Regions from separate parts of the Mus musculus genome. Here regions 1 and 2 are each linked to region 3. Evidence: chromatin contacts called from public Hi-C and Micro-C data. All regions are on one chromosome and are shown on one strand. The core of a region is the stretch at or near the end of the contact, and the rest is flanking DNA. Distances in the headings are between cores, read along the strand shown. Region 1 overlaps Gm35415 (a long non-coding RNA gene). Region 2 has its middle 71 kb from the start of Rgs1. Region 3 has its middle 22 kb from the start of Gm41964.

The links. Hi-C and Micro-C count contacts between places; a contact is called where the count stands out from the background.
Region 1: a Micro-C map of macrophages shows a contact between it and region 3, with 4 times the contacts expected there. The contact joins two enhancer-like sites. A contact is called at or near these places in 10 of 484 Hi-C or Micro-C datasets (the C10 cell line, LSK cells, bone marrow-derived macrophages and 7 more) and 3 of 115 datasets of contacts at active chromatin or transcription factors (the HPC-7 cell line, bone marrow-derived dendritic cells and large pre-B cells).
Region 2: a contact with region 3 is called in a Hi-C map of bone marrow-derived macrophages, with 5 times the contacts expected there. The contact joins two enhancer-like sites. A contact is called at or near these places in 5 of 484 Hi-C or Micro-C datasets (B cells, the HPC-7 cell line, LSK cells and 2 more).

The regions. Positions count from the first base shown.
Region 1 is chr1:144,199,448-144,202,147 of GRCm38.p6, reverse strand. It overlaps Gm35415 (a long non-coding RNA gene), which reads right to left. Exons shown (of 3, transcript XR_387456.2): 3 at 1,322-1,634. Among named protein-coding and RNA genes, the nearest start is that of Gm35415, 3.4 kb to the right of the region's middle. Within about 2 kb of position 1,442, at least 63 of the 459 cell types and tissues checked have an H3K27ac peak or open chromatin away from gene starts, as enhancers often do. A contact at or near this core is called in the HPC-7 cell line, bone marrow-derived macrophages and macrophages, where this site is marked.
Region 2 is chr1:144,318,362-144,321,061 of GRCm38.p6, reverse strand. No RefSeq gene overlaps it. Among named protein-coding and RNA genes, the nearest start is that of Rgs1, 71 kb to the right of the region's middle. Within about 2 kb of position 1,436, at least 42 of the 459 cell types and tissues checked have an H3K27ac peak or open chromatin away from gene starts, as enhancers often do. A contact at or near this core is called in the HPC-7 cell line and bone marrow-derived macrophages, where this site is marked.
Region 3 is chr1:143,915,313-143,918,012 of GRCm38.p6, reverse strand. No RefSeq gene overlaps it. Among named protein-coding and RNA genes, the nearest start is that of Gm41964, 22 kb to the left of the region's middle. Within about 2 kb of position 1,257, at least 169 of the 459 cell types and tissues checked have an H3K27ac peak or open chromatin away from gene starts, as enhancers often do. A contact at or near this core is called in the HPC-7 cell line, bone marrow-derived macrophages and macrophages, where this site is marked.

The sequences.
Region 1 (2,700 bases), core at 193-2,692, 280 kb before region 3:
GTGTGTGTGTGTGTGTGTCCAATTAAAATATATTTTAATGGATATTTTCTTTATTTATATTTCAAATTTTATCCCCATTCCTGGTTTCCCCTCCGAAGAAAAACACCCTCCCCCTAACCCCTGCTCACCAACCTACCCACTCCTGCTTCCTGGTCCTGGCATTCCCCCACACTGGGGCATAGAGCCTTCACAGGACCAAAGGCCTCTCCTCCCATTGATGTCCAACTAGGCCATCCTCTGTTCTTAACAACTTTGCAGTTATACAACAAATATTTGACTTCAACATGAATTGATACCTTAACATTCTAAACATCAAAATAGGAAAATTTGAAAATGTTTTCATATGACAAATTATAAAATTTTAGACCATAAATTTAAACCAACTAGGTATAGATTAAGGGAGGGGTAGAAGACAGAATCAAATGCATTTACTTAATGACAAAAAAGTGCAGAAAAATCTTGGTCTCCAAAGTTTTTGGTCTTCTACTTGCAATCATGTTTTCAACAGACATTCTATTCTGCTTTTGATATATTTTAGAAAATGGACAATAAATAAACTAAAGATAGATTGTAAAGAGTCAGGCGAATACTGTGTGATGGTAGCAGGTCTGGGGTGATTTTTTACTTCTCCTTCAACTGGATATAATGCTTATTTTAACACATGATGTTATAGTTTTTGTGTACATTATAAATAACAGTTTCAAAATGATCAAATTTCTACAAACAATTTTAGCTATTATTTTTATTGAAGATGTAAAAAGTTATGTTTTTAGTTTATCAAGTTAATAGAAAGTAACTATCGTCACAATACAGAAGAAAATAAGATGGGCAAGTTTTATTTCCACAATAAACAGCTTTATCAAAGTACGGTTTTCTGAGATAATCCAACACATATAATTAATTTTGAGATTTGTTTCATTTCTATAACATACAGACCACAAAGAAAGAGACCTAGATAAGGTTTTCTAATGGTTACCATCTTTATTTCAGAACACTGTCCCAAGCCTTTGTGACTAAAATATTAAATTGACTCTGAATTCCACCAATAGCTATGTGACCTAAGATCAATCTTTTAACCACTCTGAGTTTATTTCATCAGATAGTACATAATAATAAGTATATTTTCCTCTTCAATATATTCTGAAAATGTATTAAGTAATACAACTTACAAATAATGAAATTGTTTATAAAGTTTAGCCATTATTTTATGAATAAATATGACCAACTAAGAATAAAGTCATTCAAGAATACATTGATTCAATTTGAAAAGTGTCATTAATATCAGATGACTTCCTCCAGCCTTGGTTACTAATGAATGGCTAAACTTGTTGCTGTAAATAAATGGGCACTAGGACATTTCTTTAAAATATAACACACATGTGGATCAAGATTAGACTTCTTCCGCTTTGTGGTCTCACATGACTGACCACAGCAACTATTTTTAGTCAGTGTCTGCTTTTTAGTGACACCCAGCTCCACATGTCAGAGTCATCATCCTTATGATGATATAGAGTCGTGTGACAATCTTGTCATATCCTTTCTGTCCAATTCTTTATGATTCCAACATGAACTTCTACTATGGCAGTATTGAAAGCAGCAGAGTGAGATGGGCATAGACTTTTCACCCCTTAATTCTACAAAAATAAAAAGGAGGCAGTCAGCTGTCTTGACATAACTTACTTAGCTAATAAACACGGGGTGGTTCCAAAGAGGACTTCTGTAACGATAACACATTTACATGGTTTTTAACTCCAAGTCAATCAATGGATTAAGAATGAACAGCAGTTTAAATAGTAAATTGTTGTCTCTGATAACAATGCACAGGGGTTTGTGCTCTCTGCCACTCGGATGCTTACAAAACTGAGGGAAAAGTATGTTCAAATTTAGATGAATATGGGTTTGGCTGGAGTGGCGAAAATATCAATATACTGTAGCCATTTGAATGTCATATAATGTCCCCAACCTGAAATCAGACATTTCTAAGTTCAAATTCCAACCATGCAATTTCAAAGCATATGACCCTGAACAGCTTAATAAATTTGTATTACTGGGATAAACAGGCCTTAATAAGACTAAAGATAAAATGCGGGAATGATGAGAGAATCATAAATTAGCAAAAAGTACTAAATTGAAAAGCAACAAAGGTTAAAGGCAAAGACTATAAAGGTAAAGAGGTTTACAAAGAATGTTGAGAAAAAGTCTCTCTGGTGGCATAAGGAACATGGTGGTACCTATGATCTATACTACATAAGACAGTGCCTTACCTGTCTCCAAAGAATATGGAAAAATCGTTGCTAGAAACTGTGCAGCTGTGCATGAAATATGTGATCTCAGCATGAACTATTTTTTAATTTTAAGTACTTCAAAATAGAACTGGGAGATGACACAAAGGGTCAAGATGTTTCCTGCTAAGCTTGATAACTTAAGCTGAAGAGAGTGCAAACTTCCTCAAGATGTCCTCTGGCCTCTGAACACAGACCATGATAAGCCTTTATGCATGCACACATATACACATACAAATACATACATTCATGTATATATACATATACATATACATATACATATACATATACATATACATATACATATACATATACATATACATACATACACACACACAATACTCCAAATAAAAAAGCCATCTGGTACCTTTTTTTCTAAGTCCAGTTAACTGTAACCTCAAGAAAGTGAAGAGATGAG
Region 2 (2,700 bases), core at 187-2,686, 400 kb before region 3:
GCTGCCTCAGCGGCTCTGTGCTTCCGCCCGTCCCAGAAGCTGTCTGGTTCTCTGGCGCACCCTCTAACCTGTTCAGACTAATTTCCTAGGTCCCGTGGAGTCCTGGAACCCAGATGGCGACCACTGCTGCTGAGGCTGAGGCCGCCTCCCCAGGGCTTAATTTTTTTGGATTAAAGATTATAGGAGAAGAGGGTCAGTTTCTCCCTAAAGCAAAAGGTTTCAACTACTATTCTAAGAACTAACAGCAATAACTTCTATCCACAGAATACCCTAGAGAGAAGTGTTCATACAATGGGTTTTCCCAAGATATAGTTCAAGTATGGTCAATATGTATAATGCTCGTTCCTTAATTCTGCAGAAAAATAGGGGATTCTGTTATGGCAGATTTGCTAATCTTGTATTTATAGCTACAGCCCTGTGTGCAAAGCCTGAGATGAGAAAATGTATGGGCCCAGCCACTTACTATTTATGACATTTAAAGATAGACAAGGGCCATAAAACACCATAATTTCCAAAGTTACTATTATTTTCTCACAGTGTTAACAAGTTCTAGTCATATGAACACATGGGCTTGCCAGTATACCATTCATTTTTGTCACATTTACTTAAATGTTCAATGAAACTCACCAAATGCTAGAAACATTATCAGACTCAGATTACAAATGGATTGACTACATATGAATAACAGGAAAATAAGTAAATGAATAAAAAGGTGTTCCTGTGCTTGTGGACTTATAGGATTTTAGAACTGTAGTGGGTGTTCAAGTCCAGGCTAAGTGGATGGAGAGTCTGTGTAACAGAGAAGTTAAGCAGAGGAAGTGAGATTCACAGTGAAAATTGAAGACGAGGAAAGAATGAATCAAGCAAATGGGATGGAGTATGGTGGTGGGTTAACTTGTGAACGTGTGACTTTACACCTAGGAACATTTTGAACTTTAGCACATAAGACATAATATTCAATAGGACAAACAACCAAAAGAGCCCAGTAGTAATTACAGACAACAGAATGAAATCACACTCTCCAAGTTTCTTTGCTCTTAGTCTCTGAGAATCAATAATCACTCAGCAAGTGTTTTTAGACTCTTGTTAATGACTACCGGCTTTCAAAATAAAGCCACAGAACACAGACACAGATGCTTTTATGAAAGAGGCAATTCTTGGACCTATCCTGTGATTAATAAATGTGACATTTGCTTCATCGCATACCAAGCTAAGTGCTACATACCATATCACCTAATTTTGCATCACAAGGTGAGGACTGCACAGTATAGTCTAAGTAATGTGACTTATTCTTGAAAAAGACTTTAGAATGGTCGATTGTTAGAACTCATGTAGAAGTAGATGTAAATGGCTGAGAAGCATAGAGACTCAATGGAACACGAAGGAAATACCATAGCAGAACTACAATTACCACGTGCTTGCCTGTGGTGCGCAATCAAAAGTGGAAGTGAAGCCAGACCCTGTGAACTCCAGAAGAGTCAGGAAGGCACCTTAGGACACAGAACACAGTGTTCCCAGGACACTTGTAGAAGTTGTAATCATTGCTGAGAAAAATGTTAGTTCCACAGAATCCTGCCCACCATTCTCAACTACGGATAGCCTAAGACATACAGAAGGGAGGGATGGAAAACAAAAGAGAGGACACGGGACATGCCCTGAGGGAATCAAACCAGAACAGTTTATCTGAGTCACACAAACTCACAATGGAAGAATTCTGCCTCTCTCACGTCTCCTTCTACTCCAGTCAAATGGATATAAACTTTCCCTTATCAGAATACCCTGCTTCACACTAGTTCTGTCTCAGGAGAAGAGTTCCACCTTGGTTTGTATGAGAAACGCTTTCCCTGAGAAGATAGCAGTGCCTATAGAGCTGTCAACCTCCATCTCTGGCTCCAGTCGTTGACAAAAGGAAAGGATCCAGCTAAGCAAATGTTTGTGACTTGGTCCCTAATTCTTCTTTTTTGTCTTAATTCTAAGGTCAGACTGTACTGAATTTAAACAAGATTTTACAATTTCTCAAACTCTGATTTATTTTACTTCTCTATAACCTAGTCATTGACTTGGATGTTCCAAATAATTGTAGCTTCTAAGTGCCATATTTGCAGGCAATCAGTACTAGCAGTGAGGGGTGGGGGGAGTGGGTTTGCAACTGTATACTTAAAGAGAAGCCAACCTTTCCTAAAACTCCTTTTCTATGGCCCTGTAGTTTGTTAAGACAATTCTAAGCTTTCTTGTGATCTAGTCTGTGTCCCCTTGTGTCTAAGTATTCAAAGATGTTCTGAATGTGTACACCACTGGTAACTTAAATCGCTAACTGTATATGCCCAATCAGGACTGTGAGCCCACATTTAAATAAAATGTGGCTTGAAGTCCCACTTGTGAAATGTTTTTAAAATATGTTTGTTGAGTCACTGAGTTGTATTGTACCCAGTCACCAAAGCCTAGCTTCCCATGCTTCTCTGCCATTGCTTAAGCATCTCTAAAAGATAGAAGGTTCAATTATGTCTCAACCTTATCTGTTAAAGCCCAGGACACAAGGCATTTCTGTGGCAATTTTTGGCCTTATCAGCAAATAATTGCTTGTTCCTGTTACTGACTCATGGCCATGTTCACCAGATTGTAGGTTCGTTTGCTGACCATGTGACTATCACCTTCATTATCAGCACTGAGAGCAGAAGGATCACAGACCATGAATTCAGA
Region 3 (2,700 bases), core at 8-2,507:
TAGACTGAGCTGGGGAGAACAAAAGATACAGAACTAATAACAGCCAGCTGGTCTTGGCAGAGTGGAGGGAGTCACAGAACTCATGCAAGCAGGCTTCAGACTGCCTAGAACATATGCCCAAGCCTCAAAAGGCAAGCTGTTTGCGTTGTGAGATTCTCCAGAGCCCAGGATAGTTTGGCTACAAACACCCAGTGTGCCACGAGACACGAGAAGGGAGAAGTCACGTGGCCCTTTCTCCACCCCCAGGAGAGAAGATTGTTCTTCAGCTGCAGATGTCCCCAAACAGCTCAGGGAACTAAACAAGAGAGCTCAGGGGGAAAAACGTGCCAGGAGCTTTTGCCAAATTTGGAAGAGCTCAGACCTGGATCCTGCCTCTAGAAACCACAGCACACCTCCCTTTTGGGTAAAAGAAAGGAAGACAGGCAGGCAGAAAAGGGAGGGAGGGAGGGGAGAGAGAGAAAAAGAGAGACAGACAGACAGACAGACAGGACACTTGAGGCCCTTATAGATATACAAGACCATCTCCCAGAGAAACTGGAATGCGTCATACCGTCTTTTTCTCTAACTGGGAGAAGCTAGGAAAGGTTGAAAAAGTCAAATGCCCCTCTGTGGATCTCCCCCATTTCCTGGCCACTGACACTTGATAGTAATTGCAACATCAGCACAACCAAACACCGAGCAACAGACCCAAAAAGACCAAAAACGTATTCTTGGGTTGTAAAGAAAAGACACAGTGATCCATGGATCTTCAAAGGCAATCCACAGAAACGCAGTATGCTTGTGGTGCTAAAATTTAATGGAGGGGGGAGGAAGTTGGCAACAGTTGAGGAAAAATGATCTCTACCAAGGCTAAAGGATATGGTACTGACATTTTTTTCCAACAAGAAAAACTATCTGCCTGTCCAGCCTGGTGAAGGAACATGTAAATAAAAGGGGAGCTAGTTCCTCTTCCTAACAAGACAGTAAAAGAGAGTCATCACCCAGTATACTGTGGAAGAATATCTCCTGTCTAGTATTCCTCACGTCAAGCTCCCCAAGCTAGGGAAGGTTTCAACAGTTGACGGCTAAGGTAGCAGAGCCTATTAGAGACAAGCAGAGATGCCCATTGCACATTTGCTGAACAGGTGAGGAAAGACATGAAAAGACAGAGATGAAGCCAGGCCTCACTAAAATTGTGCTGTGGAGACGGTCACACTACAGGCTGCTGCAGGGAGCAGGCCACAGCTCGGTCTCGCCAGTCCGGAAACTAACCCAGACCCAGGCAGACTGAGAATGCTCTCAGAGGAAGTGCTGTTTATCATCGTATGATCTAAAAGAGGAGAAGTTAGACAGCCAAAAAAGCAGAAGTCAAGTTCCGTGTGAACTATACGAATTGCAGAGGGAAAGGACTGCAAACTCGTCTGCAGAGATGTGTTAACTAGCTAAAAGAAAGACTACAGTAAAACTTGTAAATCACTGTAAAATGTTAAGTTCTCTTTTGAAACACTCAGAGATTAGAATAATTTTGGATACAGTCAAATAGCAGTTCAGTTCTCAACTGACTGTCACTCCCTAATGGACCCTGAGACTGAAACTCAATACCCTTTATATGTATATATTCTGTTACTCATCTCAAGAAACATTAGAAGACAAACAGTTATAACTACAGCTGTGCACCTGACAGAGCTACAGTTTCCAACAAAAAGAAAGTAATGCTCCTGAGAGGCTCTGCCAGTGCCTGACAAATACAGAGTTGGATGCTGACAGCCAACCATTGGACTGAGCACAGGGTTCCCAATGAAGGAGTTAGAGAACGTACCCAAGGAGCTGAAGGGGTTTGCAACCCTCCCAGAGGAACTAAAATATGAACTAACCAGTATCCCCAGAGCTCCTTGGGACTAAACCACCAACCAAAGGGACTCATGGCTCTAGCTGCATATGTAGCAGAGGATGGCCTAGTTGATCATCAATGGGAAGAGAGGCCCTTGGTCCTGTGAAGGTTCTATGCCCCAGTAAAGGGGAATGCCAGGGCCAGGAAGAGGGAGTGGGTGGGGCGGGTTGGTGAGCAGGGGAAGGGGGAGGTGTTAGGAGATTTTCCGAGGAAAGGGGATAACATTTGAAATGTAAATAAACAAATCTAATAAAAACTCATAAAAAAGAAAGAAAGTAATGGATTTGTGTTTGGAAAAAAACACTGAAAGATTTTTTATAATGTTCTATACAGCATTCCTTTGACTTGACAAATCAATCGAGTTGTTTATGGGTTTTTAGACTTTTGTTAAATTAAATCTTGTTGTTTTTAACATTTATCCTCTTTTCACACAAAAGAGAAAAAACATAGTTCCTACATGATATCCAGAAGAGTATACAGTCTCAGGAGATTATAATCTTAATGAGAAAAATACCCAACATGTGACCATGTCTTAATAAACCAGTGAACACTTTCACTTGAAACTGAAAAGTTACTTTGCTACATATAAACCCACTCTGTGTACTAGGATTTAATATAAAAAGTAAAATGGACAGGATTTTATGCCTTATCTTGCCACAGTAAAACATAAAGTATGTTCTTCTGTAATCAGAGAAACCCACTGAACTATAAATAAAGGTTTGGTTTGAGGTACTATAGGTAAATTCACAAATCTCACCTGGAGAAGCAATTACATTATGTGAAAGTAGTTACCCTTTCTTTTTTAGCTAATCATATTGTCCAAAGAGAAT